Regions from separate parts of the Triticum aestivum genome. Here region 1 is linked to region 2. Evidence: chromatin contacts called from public Hi-C data. All regions are on one chromosome and are shown on one strand. The core of a region is the stretch at or near the end of the contact, and the rest is flanking DNA. Distances in the headings are between cores, read along the strand shown. Region 1 holds the start of LOC123111736 (transcription factor WRKY19). Region 2 has its middle 97 kb from the start of LOC123111736.

What was found. Hi-C and Micro-C count contacts between places; a contact is called where the count stands out from the background.
Region 1: a contact with region 2 is called in a Hi-C map of leaf, with 4 times the contacts expected there. The contact joins the promoter of LOC123111736 here to the enhancer-like site in region 2. A contact is called at or near these places in 2 of 5 Hi-C or Micro-C datasets (both in leaf) and 1 of 1 datasets of contacts at active chromatin or transcription factors (leaf).

The regions. Positions count from the first base shown.
Region 1 is chr5B:337,682,779-337,689,750 of IWGSC CS RefSeq v2.1, reverse strand. It overlaps LOC123111736 (transcription factor WRKY19), which reads right to left and starts at 5,446. Exons shown (of 3, transcript XM_044532587.1): 1 at 5,005-5,446; 2 at 4,757-4,888; 3 at 3,470-4,458. The coding sequence starts at 5,297. The coding sequence ends at 3,864.
Region 2 is chr5B:337,583,668-337,590,468 of IWGSC CS RefSeq v2.1, reverse strand. No RefSeq gene overlaps it. Among protein-coding and RNA genes, the nearest start is that of LOC123111736, 97 kb to the left of the region's middle. Within about 2 kb of position 4,513, at least 7 of the 8 cell types and tissues checked have an H3K27ac peak or open chromatin away from gene starts, as enhancers often do. A contact at or near this core is called in leaf, where this site is marked.

The DNA.
Region 1 (6,972 bases), core at 4,197-6,696, 98 kb before region 2:
ACACAACTTGGTATTCTCTTGAGACGTCGTGACAAAGCAAGCAATCTAGCACAAGCGACCAAAAACCAAACAAAAAGACTAACGAAAGTAGGGCGAACAAAAAGGCAAATATTATTTGTTTTTCTAAAAAGGTTTTATAATTGGGGTAGAGGAAAACGAGAGGCAAGTGATAAATAATGTAATGCAAGATATGATAGTTTTTGATGGGTACTTGGTAGGCTTGATGCAGAACCTCCCCAGCAATGGCGTGAGAAATTCTTCCTGCTACTTCTTGAGCCTGTGTTGGTTTTCCCTTGAAGAGGAAAGGGTGATGCAGCAAAGTAGAGATAAGTATTTCCCTCAGTTTGACAACCAAGATATCAATCAAGTAGGAGGTACAAGCAAGTCTCCAATCTATGCACCTGCACAAACAATCAAACACTTGCACCCAACGCGATAAAGGGGTTGTCAATCCCTTCAGGGTCACTTGGAAGGATGAGATCTAATAGAGATGGATATAAAAGATTACTAAAACGTAAAACAAAGTAAAAGTAAATAAATTGCAGCAAGGTATTTTGGTTTTTTTGGTTTATAGGTCTGAAAATATATGATGGAAAATAGACCATGGGGCCGTAGGTTTCACTAGAGGCTTCTCTCTTGAAGAAAGCATACAGTGGGTAAACAAATTACTGTTGAGCAATTGATAGAAAATCGCAAAGTTATGACGATATCTAAGGCAATGGTCATGAATATAGGCATCACGCCTGTGATAAGTAGACAAAGTCCTTCCTGCATCTAGTACTATTACTCCACACATCGACCGTTATCCAGCATGCATCTAGAGTATTAAGTTCATAAGAATGGAGTAACGCCTTAAGTAAGATGACATGATGTAGAGGGATAAACTAAAGCAATATGATACAAATCCCATCTTTTTATCCTTGATGGCAACAATACAATACGTGCCTCGCTACCCCTGCTATGTCACTGGGTGAGGACACCGCAAGATTGAACCCAAAACTAAGCACCTCTCCCATTGCAAGAAAAACCAATCTAGTTGGCCAGACCAAATCGATAGTTCGAAGAGAAATACAAAGATATCTCAGTCATGCATAAAAGAGTTTAGAGAAGACTCAAATAATATTCATAGATAATATGTTCATAAATCCACAATTCATAGGATCTCAATAAACACACCGCAAAAAAGTATTACATCGAATAGATCTCCAAGAACATCGAGGACAACATTGTATTGAAGATCAAAGAGAGAGAAGAAACCATCTAGATACTAGCTATGGGCTCGTAGGTCTGTGGTAAACTACTCACACATCATCAGTAAGGCAACAATGTTGGTGTAGAGGCCCTCCGTGATCGGATCCCTCTCCGGCAGATCATCGGAAAAGGCCCCAAGATGGGATCTCATGGGAACAGAGGCTTGCGGAGGCACAAAAGTATTTTGGTGGATGCCTCTAATGGTTTGGGAATATTTGGAAATTTATAGTGCAAAGATTAGGGTTGGAGGACTCCCGAGGGGGAGGCTTGTGGCCTCCTCGGGAATCTTCTGGCCCCTTCTCCAAGCTCCATGGATGTCTTCTAGTCCAAGAAAAATCATGGCGAAAGTTTTATTTCATTTGGACTCCGTTTGGTATTCCTTTTCTGTAAAACTCAAAAATAAGGAAAAACAGAAACTGGTACTAGGCTCTAGGTTAATTGGTTAGTCCCAAATATAATATAAAATAGCATATAAATGGATATAAAACATCCAAAACAGACAATATAATAGCATGGAACAATAAAAAATTATAGATACGTTGGGGACGTATCACCTCCCTTTCCCCCTCCACCTATATACTACCTCCGTACGGAAATACTTGTCATTGAAACGAATAAAAGAGGATGTATCTAGATATATATTAGTCCTAGATACATCCCTTTTTATCCATTTTGATGACAAGTTTTTTCGGACGAAGGGAGTATGTGTGAGGAGGAGAGGGGGCGCGACTGACCACAAATCCGAAGCCGTGTGTCGGCGCCCCCTCCCCCTTTAGTTCATCCTCCGTCCAAAACCGTTGTGCTTGGCAAAGCCCTATGGAAATAACTTCACCACCATCTCCATCACGTCGTCGTGCTACCGGAACTCATCTACTACCTCGCGCCACTTTTGCTAGATCAAGAAGGCGAGGACATCATCGAGCTGAACGTGTACTGAACGCATGTGCCATGCGTTCGGTGCTTGATCAGAACGGATCGTGAAGGTGTACGACTACATCAACCGCGTTGATAAACGCTTCCGCTTAGCGATCTACAAGGGTATGTAGATGCTCGCCCCCTCTTGTAGCTATGCATCTCCATGGATAGATCTTGCGTGTGCATAATATTTTTTCATGCAATGTTCCCCAACAGTCAAGTCCCTTGCGGGAAAAGTAGGCAAACTAGAATCAGCTTATGTGGAATAAAATGAGTTTCCTGGCAAATTCTATTGAGCAAGAGTGTTGGCCGATGTGTGTAAATTACTTCTTTAGAATCATGTTTCTGTGGTAAAGAATCTTAAGAGACAAATATTTCTTGGTCGCTCTTTGGATGTGGTATGCTGCCTTTATCAGCTGTCATTTGGAGGTGTGCTTGGTGGATCCTCGTGTGATGGTGGCTCCTTCTGCGAGCCGAGGTTGCGGCCATCCGAAATCTCTTGCCCCCCTTCCCTTGGGATTCCCATGCTCCTTTGGCCAGATCTGGGTGCCGCCCCATCAGATTTGTGGTCCACTCCGATAGATCAACGGGTTGTGCCACTAAAGCTTGTGCATCTCCTCGTCGGTCCTCATTTGTTTGGGTGGCTGATCCTCGTCATTCCCTGCTTGTCACATCCATCTCCTGGGGTAAATCCCCTTCCCCTATATCGTTGTTTCCTTCTTTGGTTGGCTTTGGTGTTGCCAGTTGGAGTGCCATCCTACCCTCGTACGTCAGTGGTCCTCCTTCTCGAAGCTCTTTATGCTATGGATCCTATTGTTGCCCCTACTCGTGCAGTGGTGGCTTCGCCGGGCTTGTCGTGCTCTTGGTCCTTGGGTGGTGCCCCTGTGATATTTGTGTCCCTTTGTTGTGGTTGTGGTCGGTTGTTTGTGGTTTTAGTTGCAAGCTCCTGATGTCGACGAGGCCCTTCACTTGGACGTAGTTCAACGATTTGCTCTCTGCCTAGGTCGCTTGAGTGCTCTCATTGTAGTTTGGTTTGGAGTTGGTTCTGTCCTCATGTTGCAAATTGTTGCTTGGGTCATGGTGTACTTGGGGACTTGGGGTCGTGCCATATTCGGCGATGTAAGGATCGTCGGGTTGTTTTCGTCGTACCATTTTTGATGATGTATAGGTTGTGTCATCTTCGGTGTGTAATCTCTTTTCTCTTATCAAAATATATGCAATTCTCCTGCATGGTTCAACAAAAAAAACGTGCACTCTCACCAATTTTTGGAAGGCTTTTTTTAAGCATGGTGTTCATTTACGATTTTCGTCCAAAGTTTAAGCAACTTTTTGTGGCGGAGCAAAACACGCACATTAGGATTGGGTGGCAAAAAAAAATCAGGTGGAGGAATACGCATTGCTTACAATTTGTTTTTGCCACCCTTCTTGGGAACTACTAGTAGCTGAATTTAGAAGAAAAATCTCTGGAATAAAAATAAATTAAAAGAATATGAAGAAAAGGAGCTAATCTCTTTTTTTTTTGCGAAAAAAAAGGAGCTAATCTCATCTCCTAAAGCTTACACAAACACCCACACTGACCCATGAAGAACTTATTTGTTGTTATTCTTCCTCTGTCGCTAACCAAAATCAGAGCTGAGCGGGTGATACCTCTAATACCTACAGTCCCGTTTCTTTTCCTGTTTTTTTTTACCATCATCTCATGCAAGGAAGCAAGAAACGTCAAACTCAAACTCGTCCAGCGAGAAGGCGGTCTCCTCCTCCATCTCCATGGTGAGCGCCGGCATCGTCCCCGCTGCTACGAGCGCGGACACCACCTCGTCGTACTCAGACCGCGCCCTCCACTCCGCCTGGAACGGGCTCATGGAGAAGCGGTTCGAGTCCGAGGTCACCGGCGAGGGCTCAAGGGACGTCGACAGCGACGCGCCTTGCCCAAAGCAGTTCTCCGGCGTCGACGGCATGGAGAACGGGTAGTGCTCTTGCGGCATCGTCAGCACGCCCGCCGCCTGCGAGGAGAAGCAGAAGGACGTGGTGGTGCTGCAGCCCTGATGACCCGCCGTGAGCCCCTCGGTGTTCACCGTCAGGCTCGTGCTCAGGTTCTGCAGATGCCTACGCGCGTCCGGGTTCTCCTCCGCCGGCTGCACCATGGCCGCCGCGGCCGCCACCGTCTTATGAACGCAGGTGTGCTCGCCGTGGTAGATCACGTCGAAGAGCGCCGGGTCCTCGTCGGCGCGCTGCACCTGCTTGGTCGCCGCGCATCCCTGGGACTTGCGGTGCGTGCAGCGGTAGTACCCCCTGCAGTGTTGCACAGTTCAGGTCAGGGACGGCGAACACAATTCCTCTGGAGCGGTTCAATCGGATGCAACAGGTGTACTACTATCTGACTAGTGGATGCCGAATAATTGGCAACAGTGGAAAGGCTGCAAGATTCACCACCTGAAAAGAACACCTCGAAGAAGAACCAGTGCCCAAATCCAAAAGTAAAAATCCCCGTGACCTCACAGAAAGCGAAAGCGGATGATTGTGGAGCCACTTGCCACTCGTGTAATTTAAACATGTGCGGATGTACCAAAAGAAAATTACTACTACCAACCTTGGGTGCTTGGCTCCAAGAATGTCCTTCTGGCCGTACTTCCTCCAGCTGTGGCCGTCGTCGACTGGGGTCTCTGCTCCTCCTCCCTCCGAGCTCACCCTGACCTGATGCTTCCGTTTCTCCATTGTTTTCCTGCAAATCCAAGAAGAAAGAAGGCACTTAAAAATCTACACTAAAAAGATCCAAAATACGACTGACTATTCATCAATTAATCGTGACAAGATCGAATAGTTTCATAAAGTATGCACCTCTTCTTGTTGTTGGTATGGAAAGGCATGCCCGAAACGTCGCTCAGGGGGCTGGGCGTCGCGGAGAACGGCGGCGAGTCGAGGCCGGCGGCGGAGCGCTTCCGGCTGTCGAAGTGCCCGGACCTGATCATGCCGATGGACCTCTCGGTCACAGCGAAGATCTGGGCGGCCAGGCGCTTGCAGTGGTCGGGGCAGCCTCCCAGGTTCACGTCCAGCTGCCTCACCAGCTCCTTGATGTAGCCCAGCTCGGTCACCACAAGGCGGCTTCCTCCATTTTCATCCACGCTCTCCATCGCTCTGCGCTGCTAATTTTCTTGCCGCTGCGGAAGTCTCTGTCCCAGAAACGAATTGCGCAGCGAGTGTGTGTGTGTGTCTGTGTAGAAGAGGAAAAATCGAGATGTGATCGGAGAGTTGAGATGAGATGGTGAGTGAAGCGAAAGGAGGCGGTCTTATATAATGGCCAGCAAACCGCGATGGGTTAAAGTGAACAAACTGAACAGTATTTTTGACCGGCGGGCTTAGTAGAGACTGTGATTTGATTGGCCAATCCCTTGCCGGGTCGGGTTGCAAACTTGAAGCTAACGGATCTCTACCGTTAGCATACAATCTTACATGCAGGAACCTTCAGCTTATGACACTTTTTATAATCCAGTTGTTTATATCACTTACGAGTCATAAGTGATATAAACAACTGGAGTATGAAAAGGTTAGCAACACCAACAAGCTTGAGCAAGCTTTTTTTTGTCTGAATCGGACAAGACTATCGGGATGAAATGCAATGTAAATTTAGATATGGTGTGTCGGCCTTATGAACATGAGGATCCAGGTGCTCAACACTGCAAAGTTTGTGCATTCTTTGAGACTTTGATGACCATAGTTTGAATGGAAAGAAACATCAAAATTTTGGGTTTGCATGGACAACCCATGTGATGAACATGACTTTGACCTTTTCTATGCCAGCACCAACATCACCATTGAAGGTGAAGCTAAAACTCCATTCTAGTAGGCACCTTGGATCAATAACCGAAACCAAAGGAGATCGCACCTCTCATCTTCTACGCATCCACGAGAAAAAAAATAAAAAAAATTGGAAGGTGAATGAGGCTCTCAATGAGGACGCTTGGGTTCCAAAAATAAAGATTACCGTTAACTCCTCCTTAGAGCACACCCGCCAGTTTGTGGCTCTTTGGACCATCCTTTGCGACTTCCACTTTTGACGCCCATGCTTAAGATGATATTGTTTGGAAGCACACTTCTAGTGGTGCTTACTCCGTGGCTACCGTCTACACGATGGAATTTATAGGAACATTCTACTCCCCTATAGAGCACACTTGGGCCCCTCCCGAGGTCATGTCTTTGCATGGTTGGCCACTCAAGATAGGATTTGAACCGCTGATAATTTAGCCAAACGCGGATGGCCAAGTTACGGTCCTTGCCCCTTATGTAAGCAAGTGCAAGAATAAGGTGTGCACCCCTTCTTTAAGTGTCGCTACACAATCCGTCTTTGGAACTTGATAAATGATAGGCTCCATCTCGATGGCTTTGACACTACCACTTGGCATTTCAAAAGATCCATCAACGAGTGGTGGATCAAGCATCCGGCCGAAGCACCCCCCCGGCCAATAGGAAGGTCGTGGCATCTCTTACAATGCTCATTGGTTTGACTATTTGGTACTGGAATGAAAGGAATGCCCGGATCTTTCGCCACAAGAGCATGCAACTAATGGTCCTTCTAAAAAACATTAAGGACGAGGTCCAACTATGGATAACCGCCGACGCGAACAAAAACTAAGAACAATTGTACCAGTAGTCTAATTCATTTTGTGTTTTGGGACTTGTAACAAACTCATTCCTCCTCTTAATTAATATTTGAGACAAATATTTTGCCTCCATTTCAGTAAATACTCTAGTTGTTTCAACTAACATCGCTGCTACATCCCAAAGTCTTCATATAGGTGGGCACTAATA
Region 2 (6,801 bases), core at 3,264-5,763:
AGCGATTTAAGAGAGGACAAATTTGAAGAATGAGAAGACATATAAAAAGAAGCTCCGGAGTCCAGAACCCGCGAGGATGTACCTGACTGTGTAGAGGGTGGTTGCTCAGTGCGGGAAGCATCAGTCACAGAACCTGCAGTAACCGTCGAAGGAGAACCTGAAGCGGCAAACGGACACTTAAGTCGCAGAATATCCTGCTTAGTCAAGGCAGTGGTTGAAGATGTCGAAGTAGAAGAAGAAGTCCCTGAAGCTGATGACCGCGCCTTACGTAGGTGTTTCTTCTTCTGGAAGCACTGATACTCAACATGACCATCCATATTGCAGTAGCTATAGTGAGGACGAGACCGACCCTGGCCACCCGTAGGAGTAGGCAAGAGCGGAGGAGCACTGGAGCAGGATGGAGTCGGTGCAGCAGGCGACATAACAGGAACTCGAGCAGCGAGCATAGAGGGAACCTCAAGTAGACCAGCACCACGTAGGCGAGTCTCCTCAGCACGAATCTCAAAACGCGCCTCCATGAGGGAGATACGACCACGAGCAAACAACTAAGCGCGCCGGGGCTCAAACTCCTTACGGAGTCGAGACAAGAACTTGTAGACACGATGAAACTCCAAATCAGCCTGCACAGCCTGGCAACACTAACAAGTACGACAACCAACAGTGCAGAGAGAATCAAGCTGACGCCAGATAGCAGAACTCTGTGCATAGAACTCATCAACAGTGGAGTCACCCTGTTGAAGAGCATGCTCCTGACGAACCACAGATAGGTATAAGGCATCACCAGAGGGCTGATAGCACTGACGAAGCCGGGTCCACATCGCAAACACAGTAGAGAGGCCTAGTGAGAACAGCTGCAGCACGAGCATCATCATCAAGCCACTGAGTGTAAGTAGACAGAGCAACATGATAAGTCTGAAGCGCGTCCTCATAGGTCTGAACTTGCTCATCATAAGCACGAACGGCAGCATCATGAGCCAACTTAGCTGACTCCTTTGCAGCCTGATTAGCGTCGGGAGCAAGAGCCGGTGGCGTCGGCGGAGTAGGAGCCGCAGGAGGAACTGGACACGGCGGACTGGGGACCTCCCCAGAAAGAACACCCCAAAGACGAAGTCCACGCATATGAATACGCATGAAGCCAACAAACTCAATGTAGTTGGTACCATCAAAAATCATCGGACAACGAGGAACAACGACATAGCCTAAGGACAGAGACATCACACCTTTTTTGGGAATCAACAGGCAGCAGCAGCAGCGACTAGAACTGCACGGGAATCAGCCAGCAAACGGGGCGAACAGCGGAGAGGGACCGGTAGCGGTGAAACCCAGCGAGGACGGCGGCTGATGGCGGACTGCAGATGGGGGCGGCAGAATCCAGGGAGATCCGGCGAGGACGGCGGCTAGGGGCGGACTGCAGACGTGGGCGGCAGAATCCAGGGAGATCCAGCAAGGACGGCGGCTGGGGGCGGACTGCAGACGTGGGCGGCAGAATCTAGGGAGATCCGGTGAGGACGGCGGCGGAATTCGACGAAGACAGTTGTTGACGACGTGATCTGGAGAGGGGATCAGCAACTGGTGTTGGCTCGATCTTGAGGGGAGGGAGCTCGAGCAGAGGGAGTGGCCTGGTCCTATCGATCCACACGGTAGGGCACACGGGCGACGGGGGGGGGGGGGGGGAGCCTGGCGTTGGCCTGCAGGAGGAGAAGAGCAAGCGTGGAGAGCCAGCGGCGACAAGGAACAGGAGCGGCGGCCACAGAGGACAGTGGCGACGCGAGGCGAATCAATCAACACGAGTTGCGGCGTGCAAAAAATTGACCTACCTCTAATACCATGTTAGGCTAGTATGTATACATCTACATGTGTGGAATATATGCAGGAAACCCCTTATACAATAGGGCAAATACGAAAGGTTACATGACTATATATGTAATACTCTAACAACATTGTCTCGAGGCGCCCCGTCAAGATCCACCGTCATAGCCAAGCCTTCAAGCCGCGACGGAGGGACGCTCCGCCGTCGCCATCATGTCCCTGCACGGGCTTTGCCCGCCGGGATCCGGCGGCAGCAGTAGGGGAGGCAGACGAGATGCGGAGGAGATCGGGAGGTGGAGCGAACCAGAGGATGAGTGTGTTGTTTGGGTGGAGGGGGGGGAGTAATTTGTCATTAATAAGCAATTTAACGAAATACCATAAGATGTTTTTATAGAATATTAACGTTAAACTTAGAAAATGATGGGGTAGAATACACCCATCAGCACTGTGGTAGTGATCATGCATCACCTCCACAGCTCCACAGCTCCACTGGCCCTTCTTGCCAGGGATACACATAGACGCGTACCCGACCATCCACATTGGCCATTTTTATTTTGTATTAGCATGCAAAAATTTCAAAGTCACTACTAACGGGTCACTAGCAAAAATTGGCAAGACCCATTAAGCCGCTGGCACTCCCTGCCAACGCTGCAGGAATCTTAGACCTGAAAGGAGAGATCGATGTGGAATTTATAAGCTCAGTTGCCCATGATGCTGACCAATTTCTAATTCTATCATTTTGTTGAGAAATCATGATGCTGACCAATTCCATCTTGCCCCTTTGCATGCTTGAACAGGAACCGCAGTAGTAGCAGCTGGCCTTCGATCCAACCAACGGAGATATTTGTCTATCCATGCAGAAACTCAAAACTACGAAGGGTTCCTGAGAGAACAAATATTGTATCCCAAAGTTGGCGCATGTGCGCTCAAGCATTTCTCCCGCCGTTATTCAGGTCCGATGGATCAGTGGACTTTTCAAGTGGTATTGTCGCACTAAATTTCCGTCTTGAGCAAGAAGAATACTCCTACCTTGGTACATGGTACATTTTCCGTCTTCAGTACCATTGTTACTTCAGTAAAATAAACTTGAGAATTATTGTCACTATAGTAGAACCCAGTGAAAGTCCTGTTCTGCTGTGTAGGTTGAAACATTTTTATTTTGATATTTAGCCACTCGTGCGCGCTTTGCCGCTTTGTGGGCGTGGAAATTGGAAAAGGGAGCGCCTTGCGTGGGATTCGGCTTGCCTGCTCCCTTCCCATGCTCCCATCCGTGCTCCCACTTCATCTTACGGTTGTCTTTTTTTCTTCTTTTTTTCTAATCTAATCATCTCCCCCCTGATTTTAAAGGGGTGGGGCCGGATCTTATTTTGTTTCAATCAAAACAAGCCATGTATGCGGGAGCACCGATGAGCACACGCCGGGGGAGCAAGCAAGTCTCGTCCCCTTGCGTGGTGCTAAAAGCCCCCGGTTTCTAGAGGGATTAAAATTACTAGTGGGGTCTGATGTGTGGTGAAGTCAGAGCTAGCATGCACGCCATTGGCTATTGGCGAAGCGAAGCAACGTGGAAGCTGACCAGGTTCATGCATCCTTGCGCGTTTACGTCAGCGCCGGGAGAAGCACTGACGTCGGAGAGAGAAAGCAAGTGGTGATCCATGGATGGATGATGGTGGGCATACTCTATCTCCTCCGTACCTAAACGATGTGCAGTACTGTACCAACGCACGCACTGCCGTACCTTACTGGCAAGTTTAACATTTCTGATGCGCGGTTTTGATGAGCCTGCCGCTATATTTGTTTCCTGAAGCTATTCTCTAAGTCCAGCAGCAGAGCAGCTAAGCTAATTAATTAAACCCCCGCAAAAAGAAAAAGCTAATTAATTAAACTGAAATGGTGTTGGATTTAACGGCGCACGGTGATAGTGTGAAAACATCTGACGGTTGAAAACTTCCTGGTAGTTCCTATACTGTCTTTGAATGTCCACCCTCCGCTGTGTACTAAATTTGTAGCAACAAATAGAGCCACTGGCAGTGTGCAACAGACATGGCAGGGGTCAGGGGAAGCACCCATGGAGAAATAGGCCCACCACAGACTGCACGCAAAGAAAAGATAAGCAGAGGCAACAGTTATTATGTGTGAATGCATGCATGCACGTTTTCTACTCTACGGAGGTGACACGGAGAGCCTTTAGTACTACTACTAGCATATGAGTGGGTGGGAGCCACTGCCAAAAGAATACGGTACATGTGGAGTACAGTACCGAAGACAGGGGCATTTCTCAGATCAAAAGATAGATTAAATAAGTGGCTCATACTATATCTCTGGAAGGTGCACTGGCTTTCGCAAACTGTTTGCTCGTTTTCTAGGATTCTTTTTTCACCCCCTAACATTTTGGAATTCGAATGGGGTGGAACGGCCGTGAGCCTAGAGCACGATATGATCATCAACGATCATACAAACTCAGAAACAATGGCATAATCATCAACCCTGTCTATGCTAAACGTGACCAGGACTATATATTTAATTTAGGAGTAGTACACCCATTACTAATTGGTTTACCCTGGAGAGGCCATGTGAGCGTGACACAACATCAGTTCCCGCGGGATTCCCCGTCCACTTGCGGGTGGCCCCACCCCACCCCACATACATGCATGTACCCACGCGGCCGCAGAGAGTGATGAGCGAGCGTCATAGATGCTCACTCGCAGCTCCCGAGCTTATTTCCCTCATGGCACTAAACACCTGTAGGGTGTCCCCGCCCTCCGTTGGCTCCACTGTCTATCTACCTGCAAATTGGGAGGGGAGTGCCAAGTGGTGGTGGCGATGGGCGCGCAGGCAGCAGCAACTTGCTTATCATAAACGAACTGGTCCCTTCCCTTGTCAACTGCAACCATGGAATGGAACAAACAAGCCTTTTTTTTCTTTTCTTCTTCCGATCGATCACCTCCCTCCCAGGGAAAACTGGCCCCGCCCCAGGTTTCCTACTAACTACGCATCGATTAATCAAGTGACAAGGCGACAAGGAAAGAGGGGTACCCCCGCGTGGCTGGCCGCGTGCGATCTCCCCCGGCGGGACTGGGACGCGAGTACGCGGCGGGCACCGCGTGGGGCCGTGCCAATGGACGCAGCATCTGTGCCTGCGTGAGTAGAGTACGCGTACGCGCGGGCGCAGCCAGCAACAAGAAAAGGTGTCGTCGCCTTTACTCGACTCGATGGAGTAATTATCCATGGATGTACAGTAGTAGTGTGGCACGACGCGGTCTTGTTCCTGACCGGCCCCTGCTGCCTCTGCCTGCCGCGCACATGGGGGACATAGCACACACGCGCCGTGTGTTGCTCGCTCTTTTCCTTGGGAGTTTTCCGTCCGGTGTCGCAAGATGCTCTGCCGTATGAATGACCGGTAAATTTCCCAGGAGGCGGGTGTCTGCTTCCAGAGGGGTCGGGGCTCGGTCATGACCTAGACGGCCCTGCCAGTTACGGCCACAGCATTCCACGCACGGTGTACTGCCTACGTTCTTGCTCAACTTTCATCTACTAAACTTTACGAATTGGTTGTTTTTCAGCATTTGATCAGGTAAACATTAGTATGAGTGGTGGAGTAGCAGCTGAAGCGGCACGTATCGTATGTACTAGTGGTATTGAATGTTTGAGCAGGTCAAAAAGGTGGAAGAGTAGTGCTGAACCTTGCTAGCTAGCTGCCTGTCTTTTCTCTGAAATTCAGATAGATTCGGAAGACAGCGAGCTGCATGTCTTCTCTCTGAAGTTCAGATAGACTGTGAGGACAGCCAGCTGCGTGTCTTCTCACTGAAATTCAGATGGATTGGCAGGACAGCGACCTGCGTGTCTCCTCTCTGAAATTCAGATACATTGGGAAGAGAGCAAGCTGCCTTGCGCCAGGCAGATGAAGGGAAGGAAACTCATCCGATTATCGCAACGATCCTACTAGCGTACAAGTAAACACCATAAACGTAATCTACATATATGTTGAGGAGATTTGTATCCTAACGGACAGAACAGAGTTCCATTTTTCTAAATTTACGAATTGGTTGTCTTTCAGCATTTGATCAGGTAAATATACGAGTGGTGGAGTAGCAACTGAGGCGGTGCGTGTCTAGTACTGAATGTTTGAGCAGGTCAAAAGGTGGAAGAGTAGTGCTGACTGCTGAGCCTAGCTAGCTGCCTGTCTTTTCTCTGAAATTCAAATGGACTGGGAAGACAGCCAGATGCGTGTCTTCTCACTGAAATTCAGATAGATTGGGATGACAGCGACCTGCGTGTCTCCTCCCTGAAATTCAGATAGATCGGGAAGACAGCAAACTTCCTTGCCCCACACAGAGGAAGGGAAATCATCCAATGATCGCAATGATCCTGCCTACTAGCGCACAAGTAACAGCATAAACGTAATCTACATATGTTGAGGAGATATATATCCTAACATGACAGAACAGACTTCCATTTTTCTTGTACATATTGAAGGCCATGCTTCTTCATCCGCATATGTATATATGCTTTTTTGGCCACACACACACACACGTATATATGCTGAAGGTTCTGCCGTATGAGAAATATGGGAGGCAAACTCAGTAAGTTAACTGGCTTCATGCTCTTGCAACTTGCAACGAGTTATTTAAGTAGACATCAAGCTCTTTTCTGACGCCGTTGCCGGGGAAGTGAGTGCTTGAAGGTATATCTTTAAATCTTGCAATCGAATCTTTTTGTTTCTTGTTTTATCACTAGTTTAGTTTATAAAAAAAGACAAAAAATGGATTTAAGTTTGTCTTATACGCTTCATCTTTTTAATATCTTTCGTGAGAATGATGAAAAGGAAAATTGTGCTCAAGTGCTAGAAGAAGAATGCATTAAAATGTTTGGTACTAGAACTTTGAATGATGAGCATGATTGCAATGTTGTTAGTATGAATTCCTTGAATATCCATGATGCTAATGATAGGCAAAGCCACAAGCTCGGGGAAGCTATGTTTGATGAATATGATAT